3 separate regions of the Sus scrofa genome follow, and all the other regions are linked to region 1. Evidence: chromatin contacts called from public Hi-C and promoter capture Hi-C data. All regions are on one chromosome and are shown on one strand. Each heading gives the region's core, a stretch centred on a gene start, on an enhancer-like site or on the middle of the called end of the contact. The rest is flanking DNA. Distances are from core to core; before and after follow the strand shown. Region 1 holds the start of ZNF787 (zinc finger protein 787). Region 2 holds the start of LOC100620869 (zinc finger protein 239). Region 3 holds the start of ZNF667 (zinc finger protein 667).

Evidence for each region. Promoter capture Hi-C pulls out the DNA fragments that hold promoters and counts their contacts. Hi-C and Micro-C count contacts between places; a contact is called where the count stands out from the background.
Region 2: a promoter capture Hi-C map of liver shows a contact between it and region 1, with 4 times the contacts expected there. The contact joins the promoter of LOC100620869 here to the promoter of ZNF787 in region 1. A contact is called at or near these places in 1 of 5 promoter capture datasets (liver), 5 of 47 Hi-C or Micro-C datasets (brain, heart right ventricle, liver and 2 more) and 1 of 2 datasets of contacts at active chromatin or transcription factors (alveolar macrophages).
Region 3: a Hi-C map of liver shows a contact between it and region 1, with 4 times the contacts expected there. The contact joins the promoter of ZNF667 here to the promoter of ZNF787 in region 1. A contact is called at or near these places in 3 of 47 Hi-C or Micro-C datasets (liver and skeletal muscle) and 1 of 2 datasets of contacts at active chromatin or transcription factors (alveolar macrophages).

Annotation. Positions count from the first base shown.
Region 1 is chr6:60,444,761-60,447,460 of Sscrofa11.1, forward strand. ZNF787 (zinc finger protein 787) reads right to left here and starts at 1,351. Exons shown (of 3, transcript XM_021095112.1): 1 at 938-1,351.
Region 2 is chr6:60,587,735-60,590,434 of Sscrofa11.1, forward strand. It overlaps LOC100620869 (zinc finger protein 239), which reads left to right and starts at 1,431. Exons shown (of 3, transcript XM_005664876.3): 1 at 1,431-1,640.
Region 3 is chr6:60,637,349-60,640,048 of Sscrofa11.1, forward strand. ZNF667 (zinc finger protein 667) reads left to right here and starts at 1,400. Exons shown (of 9, transcript XR_002344829.1): 1 at 1,400-1,657.

The DNA of each region.
Region 1 (2,700 bases), core at 101-2,600:
AGGGCCCGCCCCCTCCGGACTCTTGTTCTTCTCCTCGTCCGTGGTGCCCAGCACTGGGCCGGAACTAGAAGAGCCTCTGTCCACACTCGCCGTGGCTCACTTTTCCGTCTGATCACGCTATCCCCAGCTTGCCTGGCCCCGTGGGCCCGAGAGGCACTCATCTCTACAAACTGGGGCGTCCCCCTTTGTGGCCAAGACTGGGGCGGGGGTACGGGAGCGCGGTTCGACGCCCAAGAGGCTCTGAGGTGGCCATCGGGCCCGGCCACCTTCCTCGCCCTGCCTCGCGGGACACGCGGTGCCTGACCTTGGCCCAGCCACTTCCCCTCCGCCGCACGCGCTTCCTGCCGCCCCCGCGCTGGGGCGAATGAATGAGCCTCCCACCGGCCGGAACGCCCGTAATTACCGGCCGGATCAAAGGCCGCACGCAGCCCGCCCCGGGCGGCAACGGGACCAGACTCCTTTGAAAAGGGGAAGGAGTGGGGGCAAGCGGGGGGCCAAGACAAGCCCGTCCTGGGGCTGCCGTTTCCGGTCAGGCCGGCTGAGCCCGCGAGGCCCCCTCCCCCACCGGGGCCTCAACTTCCCCCGGGAGTCGCCACCACTTCCGGCCACGACCGGCCGGGGAGGCTGGGGGGACGCGGCGGCCCCGCCCCCCGAGCCCCTGGCGCAGCGCGCGCTCCGGCCCGGGCGCGCTCCCCAGGCGCACCCCCCTTCCCGCGCCCGCGCGCTCCCCGAAGCCCCTCCCGGCGCCCCCGCCCCGCCCCGCGTCAGCGGCCGCGCGCCCACTCACGCCCCCCCAGCGGCGCGCACGCGCACTCGCCCGCCCAGTCGCGCTCGCCTCCCGCCTCCCCGCCCGCCCCCCGGCGGCAGCCCGGCGCCCCGAGGCGCGCGCCCACCCAGCCCCGGGCGCACGCCCCCCGCCCTCGCGCCCTCCCCTCACCTCCTCGGTCCCGGGGCCGCCGTGCCGCACTCCTCCTCCTCTCTCCTCCCTTGCGGATGGTGGCAGCGGCGGCAGCGGCGACTCAGACCCTGGGGTCAGGGGGACGGGCGCCCAGGCCGGAAGTGACCTTCCTGGACGCTTCCGCCCGCGCCGCTCCCCCCTCCCCTTCCCCCCCTCCAGCCTCCACCCCGTCCTCGCCGCTCTAGGAGGCGAGCCCGGCGACCCCCTAGCCGCCGCCCCCCCAGCTCTATGGTGCGGAGCGGGCGCCCCAGGGAGCCACTTCCGGACGCGTCTAGGACCCGGGTCCTCCGTCCATGCTCTATGGCGCCGCGCGCTGAGGGGCTTCGGGCCCCGCCCCCTTCCAGGACAGGAGGCGCGGGCTCGGCCCGTTAGGCGGAGACTTCCGGGTGTCTAGGGAGGTGCCCCCCGCCCCCACGCCCGGCTCTCGCGCCTGCGCGGTCGTGTCCCCGCGTCAGCCCCGGGTGGGGAGGTGTCGGGGAGGGTGGCCGCGGAGGCCGCTCGTGCCGCTCCGGATCCTCCCGTCGTCTCTATCATTGTAACCCCTTCCCTGCCGACGCTGTTCGCAGTGGCCGGAGCCCGCGCGCCCGGAGGGGCCCCTCGTCGGCCATCCTGGTCCTTTCCCTACCGGACTGAGCGCTTCAGGCTCCTCGCGATGTCGCGTCCACCGCTTAAGCCCGTTTCCTCCGGTCTAAAGCAACGATAACACATTGTGCGCCTGCAAGGGCTTTGTTAACCTGGTCCCCTTTGCAGATACCTTGGGGAAAGTCACAGACCGAGAATGCGGAGCCTGGGCTCGAACCCGTGGAGTCTGGCTCCAAGGTCTTGTATTGAACCGTACCTATGCATACTGCCTCTTATAACGGAATGTGGATCAGAGCAGCTACGGATTCACCTACTCCCGGGCATGTGCGGCAGGCCCTTTGTAAAGCACTCTCTAGATGTGAGCTGTTTTTGTCAGTATTATGTTTATTAAAATTCTTGTTTAGACCAAGGTATCCTTACAGGCTAGGTTCTCCCAGTCCCTTCCCGGGTCTGTAGTTGGCTGGCTCTCACCTAAGCGACAGATGAATTCTCCTTATTGTTTATAACAATTTTCTTATCGCCATCGCTGAAACAGTCATAGGCTTGGAAGTTACAAAGATGTAGATGCAAGATCGGCCTGTTGAAGCTTCAGTGTAACCAGACGATCTATGTAACTTTGTTTACTTCAATACCCGGCTCATCATAAGCGCTCAGTGAAAATGGTAGTGATTAGTGTTACTTACTGTTGGTATCATTTCTACTGCCATCACGGCTGTATGTCCGTCCTCAAGTCTCGCTCAGCATCAATCATAAGACGTGCATTGTTGCTTCAATAACATCCTCTCAGAAAAAAAGAAAAAATACTGTACAAAATGCACGCGTAAATAGTAAGATGTGTCTGTGTCTAACCTTCAGAAATCCTTCAAAAGTAAAATTTTAAATGCGTCTTAGACTGGAGAGAAAGTGCTATCACCATAGCAGTACCTATGGATTATTATCATGGGTATGAACTTGACCCCATGAGACCTGAGTATAAGAAAGTTCACCCGTCTGTGCTGTTCTGAACCAGATCACTCAGGACTTGCCTGCAACGGCCTGGTTGGTGCAGGGGACAGCTACCCCTCTCCCACCTTCCGGTTACCCACCTCCCACCTGGCAGAACTGAGAACCCAATGGCAAGATCTGGATTCCCAGATGGAAACCATATGTGGAGGATGGCA
Region 2 (2,700 bases), core at 181-2,680, 140 kb after region 1:
GAGAGAGCTTACCAGGGGACCAAGGAGCTGCAAAGTATACTACTGCTTAGGAAAAGCAGTGATTTTTTTAAGGAAAAGCCCTTGAAGAGCATTGGTTGGGGGCGAGTGGGGTGGTGGAGGCTGACTTTGTCCCCCGCCCCCGCCCCGCCCCAGGAGATATTTATCAATCTCTGGGAATGATTTTGGTTATCAGGACTAGGGGGCAGGGTGGGGTGTGGCTCCTGGCAGCGGTGGGTGGAGGCCAGGGGTGCTGCTCTACACCCTACAGTACACAAGCCCCACTCCCAAATGTCAACAACGCCGAGACTGAGAAACACTGGTTCCCTTTCAGAGTTTCCTCGCTGAAAACAGCCGTCCCCTACCTTGTTCCCTGCTGTCTCCATGGCAACGGGGCATTTTGTAATGAACTGCTGAATGACTAGATGAAGGCCCAGGCGGTCAAGGGGATGCAGGGGTGCTCTTGAGACCCCATAGTGGCCTAGGTTGTCAGGCCTGAAGGTCTCCAACCAAACTGGGAATAAAAAATAACAATAAACAAAAACGAGCCAATGAATCCGGTGAAGGCTCTGAGTAGTTGCTAGAAAGCAGGCACCCAGGCACGATCATTTTCTATAGACTATTTCAAGAAAGCTTCCCAGAGAGTTTCTGCTGAGGTTCAGCGGTAAGAACCCGACTAAGTATCCAAGAGGACGCTGGTTCGATGCCTGGCCCCGCTCAGCGGGTTAAGAACCCGCCTTGCTGTGGCTGAAGCTCCGATTGGGCCCCTAGCCTGGGAACTTCCATATACTGCCGGTTGGACTCTAAGAAAAAAAAAAGCAAGCTTGCCAGATCCCAGGCCGGCAGCCCACAAACGCCCACTCCCCAAGCATCCTCCCACAACCCGCCCAAACACAAGTTCACAAGTGATGGGCGAACCTCCCCCACAAATGACCCCAAGGCCAACGAAAGGGCCCGGACACCGTGGCAAGACCAGGCAAGCAGTGCCAGAGAAAGAAAACGGGAACGCTGGATCGGGGGTCTTTCTCACTTCCACCGGCGACCTAGTTGCTCGGTGACCACTGCCTGATCTTGTTGCGGGCTCCCTGCCCCGCCGCAGCGTGCGGTACTACAACTCCCAAAAGTCTCTGCGACCATTTTCCTCCTCCCCTCCCTCCCCCTCCTTCCCGCTTCCCTAGAAAATAAGTTGGTGGAACCATTCGCCAGAGCTTTCTAGCCACGAAGTCATCCTTGAATATAAGATTTTTATCATGTTCTTCTTTTTATGGAAAAGGGCACTCTCGTTGTCTCCTCCCCTTTTAAACTACAATACCCAGAAGTCTCTGGCCCTCAGGCTGAAAGTTGCCTTGGAGACAGAGAGAGACGCCGGAAGCCAGAGAATGAGGCGGGGCCAGGGTAAAAGAAGGATTCCGATTGGTGGAGTCGTCATAGCGCTGGCTTTGAAGGACAGGTCAAGGGGTGCGCGTGCGCCGTGCGTTGGCCCAGCGCGCGTTCTCGGTCGGCCGAGTCTGGGGGTCCTCAAGCCCCCCGCGACACGACGCTGTCGCAGGTTGCGCTGGGCAAAGGCGAAGCCTGCGCAAACCAGACGCTCCGGCCGCGTTTCCTTGGCCGGAAGTGCGCGCTCCATAGAAGTGTCCCGGGAGGTAAGTGCGATCCGTAGATTCCCCAGCCCCGGTTTCTGAATCAGCTTACATGTTTCCATGGTAACAGCCCCCCCGCATGTGACATCATAGCTTCCTTTGGGAAAAGATGGGACAGATTTGAAGGGCTTGCGGATAATGAGCCGCTGCCCCCTCCAACGGGCGGCCTACCCTGTACCCCTAGTTTCTTCTGCTTTGGGCCTGTTTCCCCTGCTTTGCGAAGTGACCTTTGGAGCCCCTTCCGCCGCCCTCAGTAGCTCTTGGACCCTGGTCGAGGTACACTAGCGCTGTGCCTCAGTTTCGCCATCCGTAAAAGGAGGAGGATGCTAGAATTTGACTCCTAGAGAAGGTTGCTGTGAGGATTAAAGAGCCTTGAGATGGTGCGCCGCACACAATAGCCACTCAAGTGTTAGCGTCTCTGACTGTCATCGTGATCATTGTTCCCTTGGGTTTTGGACAGGTCCCTCCCCTGCTCTGGGGTCTCATGGTTGACTTGCAAACTGGGTGCTTTGGGGGTTGTGTGTGTGTGTCTTTCTTCAGAGCCTCACCCGTGACATATGAAAGTTCCCAGGCCAGGTGATCTAATAGGAGCTGCAGCTACCAGCCTACACCACAGCCACAGCCACGCCAGATTCCAGCTGCATCTGTGACCTACACTGCAGCTCACGTCAATGCCAAATCCTTAACCCGCTGAGCCTGAGCGAGGCCAGGGATGCAACCTGCGTCCTCATGGTTATGGCTTGAACCTAGCCAGAATCTAGATTGAGACTTGAACCCATCTGCTGGGACTCAAACCCAGCCTAAACCCAGATTGGGACCTGAACCCACAGTTTTTAAATTAGAATCACTTACCCAGTGTCTGGACTTACTGATGTTCAGTTTCTGTATGCCTCCACGCAGAATGAATTCAGCGAGACACAAACTGACAGGCAAGAAATAGATTTATTAAGATAGGATGCCTGTGGAGTTACCATCGTGGCACAAGGGAAACGAATCCGATTGGGAACCATGAGGTGTGGGTTCGATCCCTGGCCTCCCTCAGTGGGTGAAGGACCCGGCGTTG
Region 3 (2,700 bases), core at 150-2,649, 190 kb after region 1:
CAAAGTGCCTTTTGTTATGTTAGTGAGATGAATGGGCTCGGAACTGGTTGCCAAGGGAACGAACCAAAGGATTAGAAAACTGAAGCCTCGGTCCCATCCCCAGAGCTCCAGGGAGGGAAGAGGGGCTGGAAACTGAGTTCCATCACTAAAAAGCCATCGGTTTAAGCAATCAGACCAAAGTAATGAAGCCTCCATTAAAAACTCCAAAGATGGAGTTGGGAGAGCTTCCCGGTTGGTGAAGCAAGAGTGGCAAGCATGGACGCTCCACGTCTCTTCCCAAGTGGCTTGTCCTCTTCTTCCATCTGGCAGTTCCTGAGTTACATCCTTTTATAAAAAGCCAGTGGTGATCTAGTGAGTAAAACATTTCTCTGAGTTCTGTGAGCCACTCTAGCAAATTAATGAAACCCAGAGAAGAGTCCTTGGGCCTAGAGGGGTCAGTCAGAAGCACAGGTGATATCTAGACTTGGGACTGGCCTCTGATGTGGGGGTTGGGGGCAGTCTTGGGGACCCAGGCCTTAACCTAAGGGTTCTGATGCTCTTGCCAGCTAGTGTTAGAATTCTGTTGAATTGTAGGACACCCAGCTGCTACCAGAAAACTTCTTGATGGTGGGGAGGGGGGACTGAAATAGCAGCATCACACTGGAAGTGTAATAAGAATTACATATACTCACACGCACCTATAAAAACGCAAAAACTGGGTCTCTCCACATGCACTCACATACACACACACAGATGGTTTTCCAAATGCAAGCACAGCCGCAAAAACTGAGCCACACACATACAAGTACACATTTACACTAACGGTAGCTACTCTACACGCCTTCATTATCTTTGGTCTCCAACACACACACACACACACACACACGCAAGTGGAATCTATAGTCAGTATTTTAAGCTCCGTGAGCCAATTCTGTTGCAAGTGCTCAGCTCTGCCACCGCGCAAAGTACATCAAGGTGCGTGAGCACACGCATTCAAAGTAAGTTTCCACACATACGTACCAACCACAAAAGCTAGGTTTCTCACACACACGCAAAATACAAGGGTACACAACCACAAAAACCGGGTCACACACATACAAATACGAACATACAATTCCAGAAACAGTAACTTCTACCCACATTCACTGTCTTTGGTTTCCAACACACACACGTTCTCGAACAATGATTCATGCTCACACACATACACAATAACAAAACCTGAGCCTCACAAACACAAACGCAAAATCACAACCCAGAACCCGAAAGCCCAGGGGATAGAGGCTGCCTCTCACCTCCGGGCTCCTCCCACAGACTCGCGGTCACCTAAGCGGCCACAGGAGGGCGCCCGCGTCCTCGCCCGGGGCGGAAACGAGCCGCAGAGGCTCCTGGGGGATGTAGTCTGGGGCCCAGAAAGGCGCCGCGCAAAGGATTCTGGGGCTGTTCGTTCAGTGAACGCGCAAGCGAAATCTCACTCCTAGCCTAGGGGAACATCCCTCTGCCTTTTTCCGCGGTCAGTTCTCCTCCAGACGGGACAAATCAGAGCCAGCGCGGGCCAGGACGCCTCAACTTCACGATCCAGGCGCGGCGGTCCAGAACCGCGCCACGTCCCGGAGGCTTCTGGGAATTGCAGCCTGAACTCGCAGTGCACACGCACGAGCGCGCGCATTACCACCCGCGGGTGAGCCCTGCTCCAGATCCCTCTGAGCTCCGGGCACAAAAGGGGAGGGGTTTTGGGGAGAAACGCTCCCGGACGGAGACGTGTAGGTGTTGAATGCCGAGGGCGGCGAGCTGGGGGAGCTGGGTTTAGCTGAAGGGATCAAGGAAGGGCCCCAGCAGCTTCATACTTCTACGTGATTTCACAAGCACAGTTACAGGTGGGGCCCCCAGACAGCCCCAAGCAGAATAGCAGGGCCGGAGAGCTGCGTGACTTGGTGCAGGGAAGGGGCTTCGGGCCGGCGCGCGTGCGGCGGCGCCCCAAGAGCGGCTCTGACTGGATGAGCGTGCCTGCGTACACCGTTGCGTGTAGAGGGGTGGGGCCTCAGGCCCGTGACCGTGGAAAGGTCCCCGGAGAAGCGAGCGAGCGCCTGCGCGCCGCGTGGCTTTGTTTAGAGGCGGGGCCTCGCCCTCTCGGGGACGCCTTAGGGGCGGGGCCTTGGCCCGCCGACGTGTCCCGCGCGCGAGGGGGCGGGGCCAGCCAGCGCGACTCCCGGCTCGCGGAGGCGAGTGCGCAGGCGCGGGGGACGCGCGGAGCTGAGCGGGTGGGTGCCGCGAGGACACGACGCGGGAGGACGGGGAAAGGGTGAGTGTGGGTGTGGGGTGTGGGTGTGAGGTGGTGAGACTCCGCGCCCGCAGCTGCCTGGCGTTTTCCGCCCGTGACCGCCTGTGGGGCTGCGTCTGGTTGTGTGTTGAGGGTGTGAGGTGAGTGACTGACTGCACCGTGCGGCGGCGTCTCCGCGTTTTGTGTGTGTGTGTGTGTGACGGAGCCGGCCCGTGTGGTGACGGGAGCGGGCCTCGGGACCGCGTACCTTTCCACCGCGAGGTCTGTGGTGCGTGAGGAACAAGGGACTGCGCCTGTGGGGCGGGGGAAGAAGCGCTGGGGGCTGGGAGTGGGTGCGTGAGTGTGGCTCTGAATTTGTGTTATTGGGGCGCGTTCGTGCGTGTGTGTGTGAGGGGGAGAGAGTGACGTAGGTGGTCTTGCCTCGCAGCTGCAGTGGCTGCGTA